3 separate regions of the Drosophila melanogaster genome follow, and regions 2 and 3 are each linked to region 1. A link is a contact called in public Hi-C and targeted proximity ligation data. All regions are on one chromosome and are shown on one strand. The core of a region is the stretch at or near the end of the contact, and the rest is flanking DNA. Distances in the headings are between cores, read along the strand shown. Region 1 holds the start of RtGEF (Rho-type guanine nucleotide exchange factor). Region 2 holds the start of cad (caudal). Region 3 holds the start of CG2617.

Evidence for each region. A called contact is a pair of places that touch in the nucleus more often than the background predicts.
Region 2: a contact with region 1 is called in a Hi-C map of the S2 cell line, with 2.1 times the contacts expected there. A contact is called at or near these places in 2 of 107 Hi-C or Micro-C datasets (the Kc167 cell line and the S2 cell line) and 1 of 7 datasets of targeted methods (the Kc167 cell line).
Region 3: a targeted proximity ligation map of the Kc167 cell line shows a contact between it and region 1, with 4 times the contacts expected there. A contact is called at or near these places in 9 of 107 Hi-C or Micro-C datasets (the Clone 8 cell line, the D17-c3 cell line, the Kc167 cell line and 3 more) and 1 of 7 datasets of targeted methods (the Kc167 cell line).

Annotation. Positions count from the first base shown.
Region 1 is chr2L:20,348,754-20,352,525 of dm6, forward strand. It overlaps RtGEF (Rho-type guanine nucleotide exchange factor), which reads left to right and starts at 1,681. Exons shown (of 8, transcript NM_057826.5): 1 at 1,681-2,141. La (La autoantigen-like) reads right to left here and starts at 1,259. Exons shown (of 2, transcript NM_057666.5): 1 at 197-1,259; 2 at 1-125. The coding sequence starts at 1,171.
Region 2 is chr2L:20,768,891-20,772,662 of dm6, forward strand. It overlaps cad (caudal), which reads left to right and starts at 1,841. Exons shown (of 2, transcript NM_057606.6): 1 at 1,841-3,019. The coding sequence starts at 2,218.
Region 3 is chr2L:20,680,364-20,684,135 of dm6, forward strand. It overlaps CG2617, which reads left to right and starts at 2,005. Exons shown (of 1, transcript NM_136206.3): 1 at 2,005-3,266. The coding sequence starts at 2,086. The coding sequence ends at 2,910. Cen (Centrocortin) reads right to left here and starts at 1,483. Exons shown (of 2, transcript NM_136205.4): 1 at 1,256-1,483; 2 at 1-1,170. The coding sequence starts at 1,129. Hr38 (Hormone receptor-like in 38) reads right to left here. Exons shown (of 5, transcript NM_057771.4): 5 at 3,099-3,772.

The sequences.
Region 1 (3,772 bases), core at 431-2,930:
TTGCCCTTGTTCCTGGTGAAATCGCGTCGCTTCTTCATGAATTCTATGGCCTTGTCGATGAACTCCTTCTCCTCCTCCTCGGTGGCCTTTCGCAGCGACAGAGAGACCTCATCTTTGAACTTGAGCTGTGGATAGGCAAGTACAATTACGGATTAGCTGATAAGGGAAAAGTTATAATCCCAATTCTGATTCTTACCTTGCCTTCCTCCACCTTGGCAATGTACTTTTCGGCCGCATCGGCCTCCGTCAGCCGCACAGAGCCCTTGGTTTCGCCCTTGGCGAACTCAATGTAGGCCACCTCGAAGTCCTTGATCTTCTCGAAGGCTTCGCGAATTTCCTCGCGGCTAGATGTCTCCGGAGCGCCCTCGAAGACAACAATGGCGTTCTTGGGCAGCTCGAAGGCAGGCTCAGGCTTGGCCTCCTTTTTGTTTTTGCGCTTCTCGTTCTTCTGGGCGTATTCCTCCTGCTTCTCCTTAAGGTAGTCCACCTGCCATTTACGCAGCAGCTCGCGCTCCTTATAAACGATCTTCTCCTGTTCGAGGAAGGCCTTTGCCTGGTCCTTGGTCTCGAAAGTAAGGAAGATGCTGCCCTTGAACTTGTACGACTTGGTGGGCTTGTCATAGTGCTTGCGCATGGTCAGGTTGACCACTTTGTCGTAGTTGGCAGCAAAGTCGAGCAGTTCGCTAATCTGCGAATCTAGGGGGAAGCCCTTGGCGTATGCGGTCCGCTCCTGGATCTCCTTGCGCCGCTCTTCGTTGTGCTCTGGAATAGGACGCTCCGGATGGCGACGCAGGCTAAGTTTGTCTTCGCTAATCTCCACGAGGCCCTCCTCGGATTTGTTCAGGGCAGCCACGATCTCAGATAAGTCCGTGGACAGGGAGGCCAATCTCTTGAAGGTAACGAGCACCGACAGGGGCACCCAGCCGTCCTCGTTCTTGCCGATCTGCTCGCGCAGAAACTTGTCCCGATTCAGATTGGCATCGCCGAAGTAGTACTCTACCTGCCGGATTATGGCGCGCTCCTGTTTGGTGAAGCCGCCAGCGGCTTCCTCTGCTGCGGGAGCCGGGTCCTTCTTGGCGTCGCCGTTCTTCGCCTCCAGCACCTGCGCCTCGGCGGGCTGTGCTACCTCTTCCTGGGCTTCCACACTCGGGGTTTCAGCAACTTCGGCCATTTTAGCTGTGAAAATTTCGCAAAGAACTGAAATGTGCGCTCACTGAAACACGTGTGAAATCGGTAAAATGAGTCACGGCGTTTGACAACACTAGCCCCGAAATGCCGTGATAGAGATGCACAGGTCAAAAACCGTGACTAGCGCCAAGCATTAACTTGAAAATGCAGTGCGGACATCTTGACCAAAGACCCTAGAATTCTAGTGTCTTTGTCTTGACTATGTATTATTTAAAGGCTTTGAAAATATACGTTTGATTATTTAATTTTTGTAGTAGTGGTAATGGTAATATATCAACAAGAATTAAAAAAAAACCTTTACTCATTTACAATTACCGCGATATTCAAAAACAAGAACATACCAAACTAAAACTTATAATTCAAAATATATGTGACGAAAAGTGGTTTATATTATTTTTGAATGTGATTTATCAATTTACTCCAAAACTATCGATGCAAAGTTACGGAATGCTCCCCGATAGCCCTATCGATGCCGAGGACCTGTTGGCACGTACACATCTTTAGTTTGGCTGCGGCCGATTGCAGCCCTGGTTTTCTAGGTTTCTATTTTGGTCGAGCGCTGTGTTTTATTTATGTTTGCCATGGGAAAAGAGAGTTGCTAAAAGTGCCTAAATACGTGCACCTGGTTCACAAACGGGCGCTCCAACCAGTTGACCCCAGCCCCACGGAATCGGCATATGAGTAAACAAGTATTTGAAAAAAATAGTGAGAGCAGTTCAAATCGCGTCGGCCTAGAAAAGAAACCAAAAAATCGGGCAATAAATAGTGAAAAGTGTGCTCCTTTTGCTATATAACCAATTGTGTATATATAATAACAAGGGTGGATAAGTCGCGCAATCAACGAAACTTGGAAAACTAAACTATTAGTCACTATTCTATTATTGCTCAACGAACGACAGGGAACAACAACAAACGGATCAACAAATGTTTGATAAAACGCAACGCAGCTGAAGGTGAGCGAAAAACTAAAGTGGTTAAGAAAACCCTTCAGACAGCTTGGCTGCAATATATCTAGCCGTGGAAATGAATCAGGTTTTCCAATAACTGCTCGTCTGGCCAAAGGTTCAGTGGCATCTGAAAATTCACCCCACTATGCGTCATCCAAGTAGAGGCATCATAGACATCCCCACAACGGCAGACACAATCAAGCCTTCCTATAAGAACCGCCATGGGTTTTTACATACATATATGGCATATATAATAATAGAGCGGGTTTTCTTCCTTATTTCCCCTTGAGATTTTAATATACCCATACTGCTAAATTCTTCATCGATGAAGATATCTCTTACAAGAAGCATTTAGTTGACTGAATTATTGGTTTTTTTTTTTTTTTTTTTTTTTTTTTGTATTTCAACACTTTCTTTTAAGCAACATATTTATATAGAAAATCTAATACATTTTTAGACACATGACAAAATCCTATTTACGTTAAAAACAGTTTCAATCGTTTAGTCCCAACAAAGGACATTTAAAGCTTAAAGCTCAAGAATACATTTTATGTAATGACTCCTGTACTTTCGGCACAACTGTTGTTCAACTTGCTGCTGCTCGTGCAATAGTAATTTGTTGCCGGTTTCTGGAGTTCAGAGGTCCGCCTGCATAATCCATTGGGTCAATAGCAGGGCTCCTCGTGGGGCATCCGTTCCAGCTCCTCCCGAAAAGCGTTTGTTTGCTAGCACTCGCTGCGAAAGTAAAATGCACTGCCGGACGACGACGGAGGCACGTTCTGCCTGCCGCTGCCTGCCGCATGCCACCTGCCTCCCGGCCCCAAACTCCCCCATTGGATTCCCAGAACCAACAAGCATCATTACCCGAACAATTTTGAACCGCTGCCAAGAGAATTTCCTATGAAAGGTGGTGGCAAGCTGAATGCAAATTCATGCTTTTCTTTACTCTCACATGATCTTGGTTTCGGCCACCAGGTCAAAAGCAGTTTGCAAAATAAATAGCTACCCTAGAAAATATTATTTAAATCAAATTGAATTATTTCATGGTTTAAAAAGTTATATTTGTTTGTATATATTTATGTGGGGAATGTGAAAAAGTCTAGGGTAAGATCTCGTCGAACCACTTGGCTCTTTGCGCCCTATGGTTGTTATTCTTACGCTTTAATGAAAGCATGTTGGCAATATCTGTATGTGGGCCTGTGATTTCCCAAAACAAACATTGGCCGTCAAATCATGCGCCTGATTTTCACTCGTGTCTGCTGGGAAACCGCGTTTCTTCATATTTCCGCTGCTGACCTCGTTCTTGGTGTGTTGGTGTCGAGAACAGCGGATCCCCACAAGCTATTGGAACTCCCACTCGCTCACCTCTTCGGTGTGCCCACAGCCACCGATGACTTCCTCCGCCACGAAGTATCTATAAATACGGCGAGCGACGCAATCAAACTATATTACGTCCATATATCTGAGGAAATGCATCTCAAGTGGCGGCTGTGCAGCCTGTAAATCTCGGTATTGACACATTGAAGAGGCCTTATTGAGTGCAGTTCGGCTGAGCTAGTAGGGATAGCGATTCGGATCCGGTCCCGACCAGGCAGAACTGCATAAATTTGGTTTGTCTTTGGCTGACTTTGTTTGTC
Region 2 (3,772 bases), core at 591-3,090, 420 kb after region 1:
GCCTTCGATTGTTTTACAACATGTTTTGTCTTACGGACATTAAGGGGTTTTTTGTTTGCAAACGAACCCGAACCAGTTTTTGGTAGTTCAGCGTTAATAAGTGAGTATTGAGTACCTCCCTCGCGAGGCCAACTGCCCGGTGTGCTTCTGTTCCCGTGTTCCGCCGAGTCCTTTTCGGGGATATGTCGGTTATCCTCCATTGTGTCAGCTGCATTCACTTCTAATTATTTGACGCGACATTTGCAGTTTGCAGTTTTACGATCCCATACCGAGCATCGAACATCGCGGCAATCAATGAATTTATTTTTTACAGATTTAGAGAGGATTTCTGGAATCTCGGGATTACTCAATCGGCGCGAGCTTAGCGTTCTTTTTAGGGATTACAATTGGGAGTAGCTGTGTGGTATCGAAATTCTTGCGAAAAATTAATAAGAATGGTGTTAGCTGACCTGGAATTTGTGAGGCAGGAATATGTTTAACCAACTATACCTTATTCCAATGAATATATTATATTCCTTTGTGTAAGGAAAAATTATAGTCAGATAGTTTGAAAATAATTGGACAATGATTTCACATTCTAATCTTAGGGTATATTACATGTATAGTTTTATAATTAATGCCACAATATGAATATTTGGAATTTGTTATATTGCCAATATATTATAATAATTAGGCGCGTTTGCAATCTTATGATCACACGCGTGTCTGTCATAAATTATAAATAAATCAATTTATTTATTATTATTCAAATTGCGTTCAATTATTAGTTTTTATGTTAGTGAGGAGGTTTTGTAAATGGGTTTATTGATATTATTAATTCTTTACCGTATTGGGCCAATTTTGCCTTTTGCTTCACGAAATGGGTAACACTTTTGCTAAAGTCGTTATGAAATAATAATCGATATTTCAATTCCACCCATTTGTTAAACTTCCAGCGAAGTTTGATCGAAAATAAGTTCTCATGGGAATTTAAATTGATTAGTCATATTTTTGGTAATGAAGCTGGAAACTTTCGATTTACATTAAATGATAGATCCGTCAAAAGATCACCTCATTTTTAGTACCATCTTTTTTTTTTACATAAGCCCCTTGTATCACATCTTGCACCTTATCAATGCCAGACTTCTTCCGCTATATTTGAGTTCCCTGCGAATTTTTATCGCTGCTTACATGTCAATTATGGCATTAGCTTTACAACTAGAACCGAACAATAGTGCTTTGACAATATCGAGGCGCCCATATAAACAGCGATTGCTTGGCAAACACCAAAAGTCTGGACATCAAGTGTGTGCAGATCAAACACGGTATATGGATATGGAGAATAAAATCCGGAGGATAAAACATTGATTATTCCCCAGATAGAGGTACATATATCGCGACTATTACGACCGTGGCAACATAATTTTACAGCCACTAATTGCATAATACACACGCATCTCCGCAATTACTTAATTAGCCAACGGCAATTGCAATTAAAGTACATACAAATCGAAAGCGGGCCATAAAGGAAAAGGGGTTTTCTTGGCCAAGATATTACGACAAACTGCATACCTGGCTCAATGGGGCGTGGCCACCTGCCTGCCAGCCATCGCAGACCGGTGCGAAAGAGACGGAGCACCAGACAGACGGAGATAGCGGTAGTCAAGCACTCAGGCCATCTTGAATTTCGACCGAGCAACGGAAATGAGGGTTAAAAACGCCCAAGTAAAGGCACTGCTCGTGCGCTAGAAAGAGACAACTAGTGAGTGCCGACTGCGGTGGTTGTTTTTTTTGAGCCTCTCTGCCTGTTTATCTGATTTTCCACTGCTTTGAGTTTTTTATCAGTCGAGTCTTGCTCTACGTTTCAGTACGTGTTCGACCTGCATACTGAGTTGACGTCGCCACGCACGGAATAACATTTCAAATTAGTAGATTAGCCCTGCAAAACAAAAATCCATCTCGTGAGTGAGTGCTGAAAAATAGCGTTTCGAAATATTATCGATATCTCGGTCGTATGTTACTGTGCTCCCAAAAAACACATCACCAGCCAGTGATAACTGTAAAGATTGACAAAGCAAAATATATCCATTATAACCCAAACTGAAACTCCAGAAAATGTGCAACTAAAACATATTGGCCATCAAAGTGATAAGACTTAGAGATTAACGCCGGATTATTGGACACCGGACCGAGCACTGGGACTATCTTCGGAGAAAGCGCACCTAATCTAACCTCAAAATGGTTTCGCACTACTACAACACACTGCCCTACACACAAAAGCACAGTGCCGCCAATTTGGCCTATGCCTCAGCGGCGGGCCAGCCATGGAACTGGACGCCCAACTACCACCACACGCCGCCGAACCACCAGTTCCTGGGCGATGTGGACTCCTCGCATGCCGCCCACCACGCGGCCGCTGCCCACCAGATGTACTACAACTCCCATCACATGTTCCACTCGGCGGCGGCGGCCTCTGCCGGGGAGTGGCACTCACCCGCCTCGAGCACGGCGGATAACTTCGTTCAGAATGTGCCCACGTCGGCCCACCAGCTGATGCAGCAGCACCACCATCATCACGCCCATGCCTCCAGCAGTTCCGCCAGTTCCGGGAGCAGCAGTAGCGGTGGTGCACCGGGTGCGCCCCAGCTCAACGAGACCAACAGCAGCATCGGCGTCGGAGGAGCAGGCGGTGGCGGTGGTGTTGGCGGGGCCACCGATGGAGGACCAGGTTCCGCACCACCCAACCATCAGCAGCACATCGCCGAAGGTCTGCCGTCGCCACCGATTACCGTTTCGGGCTCGGAAATCTCTAGCCCGGGGGCGCCGACTTCTGCCTCGTCGCCGCATCATCACTTGGCACACCATTTGAGTGCCGTCGCCAACAACAACAACAACAACAACAACAACAACAATAGCCCATCCACCCATAACAACAACAACAATAACAATTCGGTGAGCAACAACAACAGGACATCGCCATCGAAGCCGCCATACTTCGACTGGATGAAGAAGCCCGCCTATCCAGCACAACCACAACCAGGTGAGTCCTTAGAGACCCAAGAATATATTAAATACAGATTTAGTGTTTTATGAGGGGGTATGATCGGTTACTTCATAACTTTATGAGTAAGGCTAATAACCTGCTTTTACTGCAAAGTTAAGGTCTATGCTTGCCATTGTCACTAGCTTGTATGAGTTTTTTTTTTTTAATCGAATGTGAAATAAGATCTTACTCACCGAAGGCTTTTAGTCCGAAAGACCTCGATTACCCGAATTTTTGTGTATTCAGCTACTTAGTCATTCCACTGACCTTCGATTCCGCGTACCCTGCGCTTGGGTTTCTCCCGCATCCGCCTGGCTACATTCCGAACCCGAAGATTCCATATTGCCCAGCACATAATGCACTGCATTGTCTTCCCGCCAAGCTCGTGCTGTTCGCGCTTTTCCCTGTCCATCTCTCACGGTACATATATGGGCTTTTATAAGAATCCGTTTGCCTGGCGCGCATCCAAGTCCAAATGGCCAATTAGCTCATAAAAATCAAATTCTGTTCAAGCTTCACTTTTATGATATTCAGTTGGGGTCGCGAGATCCCCGATCCGACGCCTTGATTTATGGCCACCCCGTGTTCACCGTCCACATGAGTGTTTCTGTTTGTTTGCTCCACTCTGTCTCCGTCTCGATTCCGATTCCATTGACTAATTTTGTATCGTAAATCAACTTAACAACTATAAGCATTTGAAAATGGTTTGATCAACTTACCAATAACCAGACAGCATTTGATGGAAAGTCC
Region 3 (3,772 bases), core at 755-3,254, 330 kb after region 1:
AGTTGCTCTTGACCGCATTCGAGGTTCTCTTCACCTCCACCAGAGCTTCATATTTCTCGACTAGGTCCCGATAAGGATTTGGTTTGTCGCTAGAGTTGGGATTGAGGTCCTCGGGAATCCGGAAGCGTTCCTTATAATCCGCACCACTATTATCGCATTTCGAGGTGCTTTCGCTTAGTATGCTGCGATCGTCATCTTCGTAGATTTCTTCGGTTGGGGCAATGGAGGATTGATCATCCATATTGGTGTTGCTTTCGTTAATATCCCTCAGGCAGCGACTACACATTTGGCCTTGTCTCACGTCGTCCAGGAGGCTGAACTCCTCGTGCATCGACATTGTTCCCTCATTGGCACTGTTCTCCAGCAGACGTGTCTGCAGACCTTGGTTGTCTTGGATTATGGTCACCAACTGCTCCTCCAGCTCGGTGCACCGCTGCTGTTCGGCCAAGAAGTCACGTTTTAACACCTCCATTTCGCTGAGCAGCTTTACCAATTCCTCGTTGTCTTCACCCTTAACGGCGGTCCTCTCGCACATGGTGGCATTACTGAAGGAGATATCCTCCAATCCTGTCGAGTTCGCTATGGCCATAACATCTAGTTTGGAGAACTCAACACTCTGCTCCTTGCACAGCGATTGAATGCTGTGACTGGACACAGAACCCTCGGTCGAATGCTGCATCCTATAGCGTTCCTGCTGGTACTGATCCACCTTCCGCCGCTCGGTGCTCAGGGATTGCCGAGCATCGCTCAGAAGTTGACTCAGTTCCTCGCAGCGGGCTTCCAGGACTTCCGTGTTGGTGGTCAGCGTCTTAATCTGCTTCTTGTCCCGATTCTTCTCCAGATTTAGCCGCTGATTGGCACGCTCCAGATCCTGAATGCCCACTTCCAGCTGCTCGTAGACCTTAAGCCGTGAATCATTCACCTCGGTCATCGCATTAATGTGCTTGCGCAGATGCAAGATCTCCAGTTCCTGCTCATCCCCCTTAATCTTGTACTCCTTGATGAAGGTTTCCAGCTCCTTATTGCGTTCCAGGAGCGTTTTTCCCAGCTCTGCTGCCAATTGTAGGTCATCGAGCATGAACTGCGATACGTTTTCACAGCCAGCCGAACCGTGATTGGATTCCTCCATCTTGGACTTGGACCTTTCTAAGCTTGGGCTTGATGCGAACTCTGGCGAAAATTTAAAGATTTAATCGATTTTAGTTCATTTAGCAGCAGAGCTTTGTGAGCAAAGCAAAACTCAAACAGTAATTACTTGGCAAATGTCCTCTCAATGGTGGAAAACTGCTACAACAGTAACTTTTTTACTGTTTCATCCCCAAAAACAAAAAGTATGGTATTGCAGCGAGTGCAGAAAAAGCCCTACGTACTAGGGCGCAACTGCATGTACGAATAGTTAATTAATGCTTTTTATTATACACAATCGACCTGCAGACAAAGAACCGAAATGAACTTCCTAGCAGAACCGGAAATAAATTTATAATAGGATTATTCGCATTAGGGGGATTCCTGCTCAGATAGGGCTATGATTTAAGCTCGCCTTTCTTATATAACCCCTCGCGAGTTGTTTGGGGAAACCTTGTTGGATTCTGAAATACCAGCAAAATGCACGGATGTATAATTATATTTTTGAGCTTTCATTGTCTTTGAAAGAAGCATGCAATATCATAATAGATCAGTACATGAATACCCATATTAATTATTACGCATATTTATAGTTGTCAAAATTAATAAATCCAAATTGTTATGTCTCCTTAGTAATTCCTTTGCTCACAGAAGCAAAATATTTGTTTGAACATTATTAATTTAAGTTACCCTAGAATTTGGCGTATTTAAAGTTCAGATACCATCTAAGTTTAAATATATCTAGGAAGTGCAACCGATAATGTGTGGGGTGTTAAAAATAAATATATATATTAATTATACAAATATTTAAGATAAGTAATTATTTGACGCTACCTTATCGCAACGATAGCTTGGCTTTAATTACCAACCACCGCCTGGTCACACTAAGCGGCCGGCGTTCTTGTTTTGATTTTGTGTTTCTTCCTTTTCTTAATTCGAGGACAGTATGAGCCCCCCGCCATGCTGGACGCTCTAATTCGGGCAGCGGAGCTTGTGGATCTGGTCCTGCTGCGTCCGCTGGCCAGCGTGATTGATGCAGTGATTACTGGCGTGTACTACTTCCTGTGGGGCAGCTACCTCGTCGGCTTCTGTTTGGTGGAGGGCAGCAGGAAAGGATGGAATCTGTTGAGATGCGCGGTCAGGAATATCAACGAGGGCATCCGCGACTTGGGCCTCATCACGCTAGATGTGGCGGACTACTTCTACGGCGGCACCAAAGGCGGGCTCAAGAATGTACTCGATTTTGGTCACTGCATATCCCGATTCATCTGCAACTTACTCATCGATCTGGGTGATGGCATCTTGTGGCTGCTGATGCTGCTGCCGAGGGCCATACTATTCCTCTGGGACTGCCTCCTAGACTTTGTGGTGCACTCAATCGTGGCCCATGGCTTGAGCTTGCTGAACAGTGCGTTCCGGGCCTCGATAGGATTGGCCCTGCTCCTCGTTCTCTATATGTTCCGCCGCTATGTGTACCTGATGCTCATCTACCTGCTGCAACGTGGACGCATTGAAATCTCGACGAAGACGCAAAGCGTTTACCTATGGACCCATCATAAATTGCAACACTTCATACACAATGTTTGGTATGTGTCAGAGAACGCAGGATCCGCGAGTCCAGAACGCTGTGTCGTGTGCATGGCTCAAAGCAGGAACGTAGTAGTCATGCCATGCCGGCACCTCTGCCTCTGCAAAGAGTGCTCCCTGCAGCTCGTGCTCCTTTTAGAAGACCGCTGTCCTGTCTGCAGGCACAACATTACGTCGTTCCTGTCAGTTTACGTTTGATATATAAGACTGCCAATTGGAATTTAACTTATAAGTAATTATGATTCTCAGAAGTTAACCAAATGTCTTTGGTTAAGACACTTGTAATAGAAAAAACAAATAATCTTTACAAAGCAGAACAGACAAAACATTTTAATGCAGCTTTCAATTCCCAGACACCTAAAATATCAAGTAAAACAAGTTAAATTGTTTTATGTATTTATTTCAAACCAATGAAAATATACGATTTGTTTTGTATACATTTATGTAAATACGGTTTGGTTTTGCGTATAACTAATTTGCTCAAAAGACAGATATAGAAAAAACGTTTGTTTTGGGCTTACATCGTTTAAGTATATATAATTAAAGATTAAATCGAAATGAAATGATTCGCTTTGCTTGTTATCGTATTGCAGAGTTAATTGAATTGCAAGTTATAGTTCTTCCATCATAACACTTATATGATTTGGGTTCTTAACTGGTAAATGAAACGATCAAATAAGAGTAAATTACACAACTGGCAATATAGCATTGGTAGTACCGATGTCTATCAGATAGACATTTGTGATAGCGTCTATAGGTTTCACCTCTCTTTCTGCTTTCTGCATTTCTAGTAGTAGGCGCATAAGTGGGCTGGATATACATAGCTAATGTACATACATAGCTTAGGTTATCTATTGTGTGGTTGGGGGTGTAGTGGGAAATAGCGCCCGATGTACCGATTGACGCTCTTATTACGAATAACATTATCTTGCGAAGGACGTCTAATTATGCTATATAAATTTAATTTGTGCCAATTTCTTCTGTTGCTTTTCAATTTGTTGTATAAAGCTTTATGCGCTGCATCTAGCTTAATTCTATCCGTTACATAGTAAAATATATA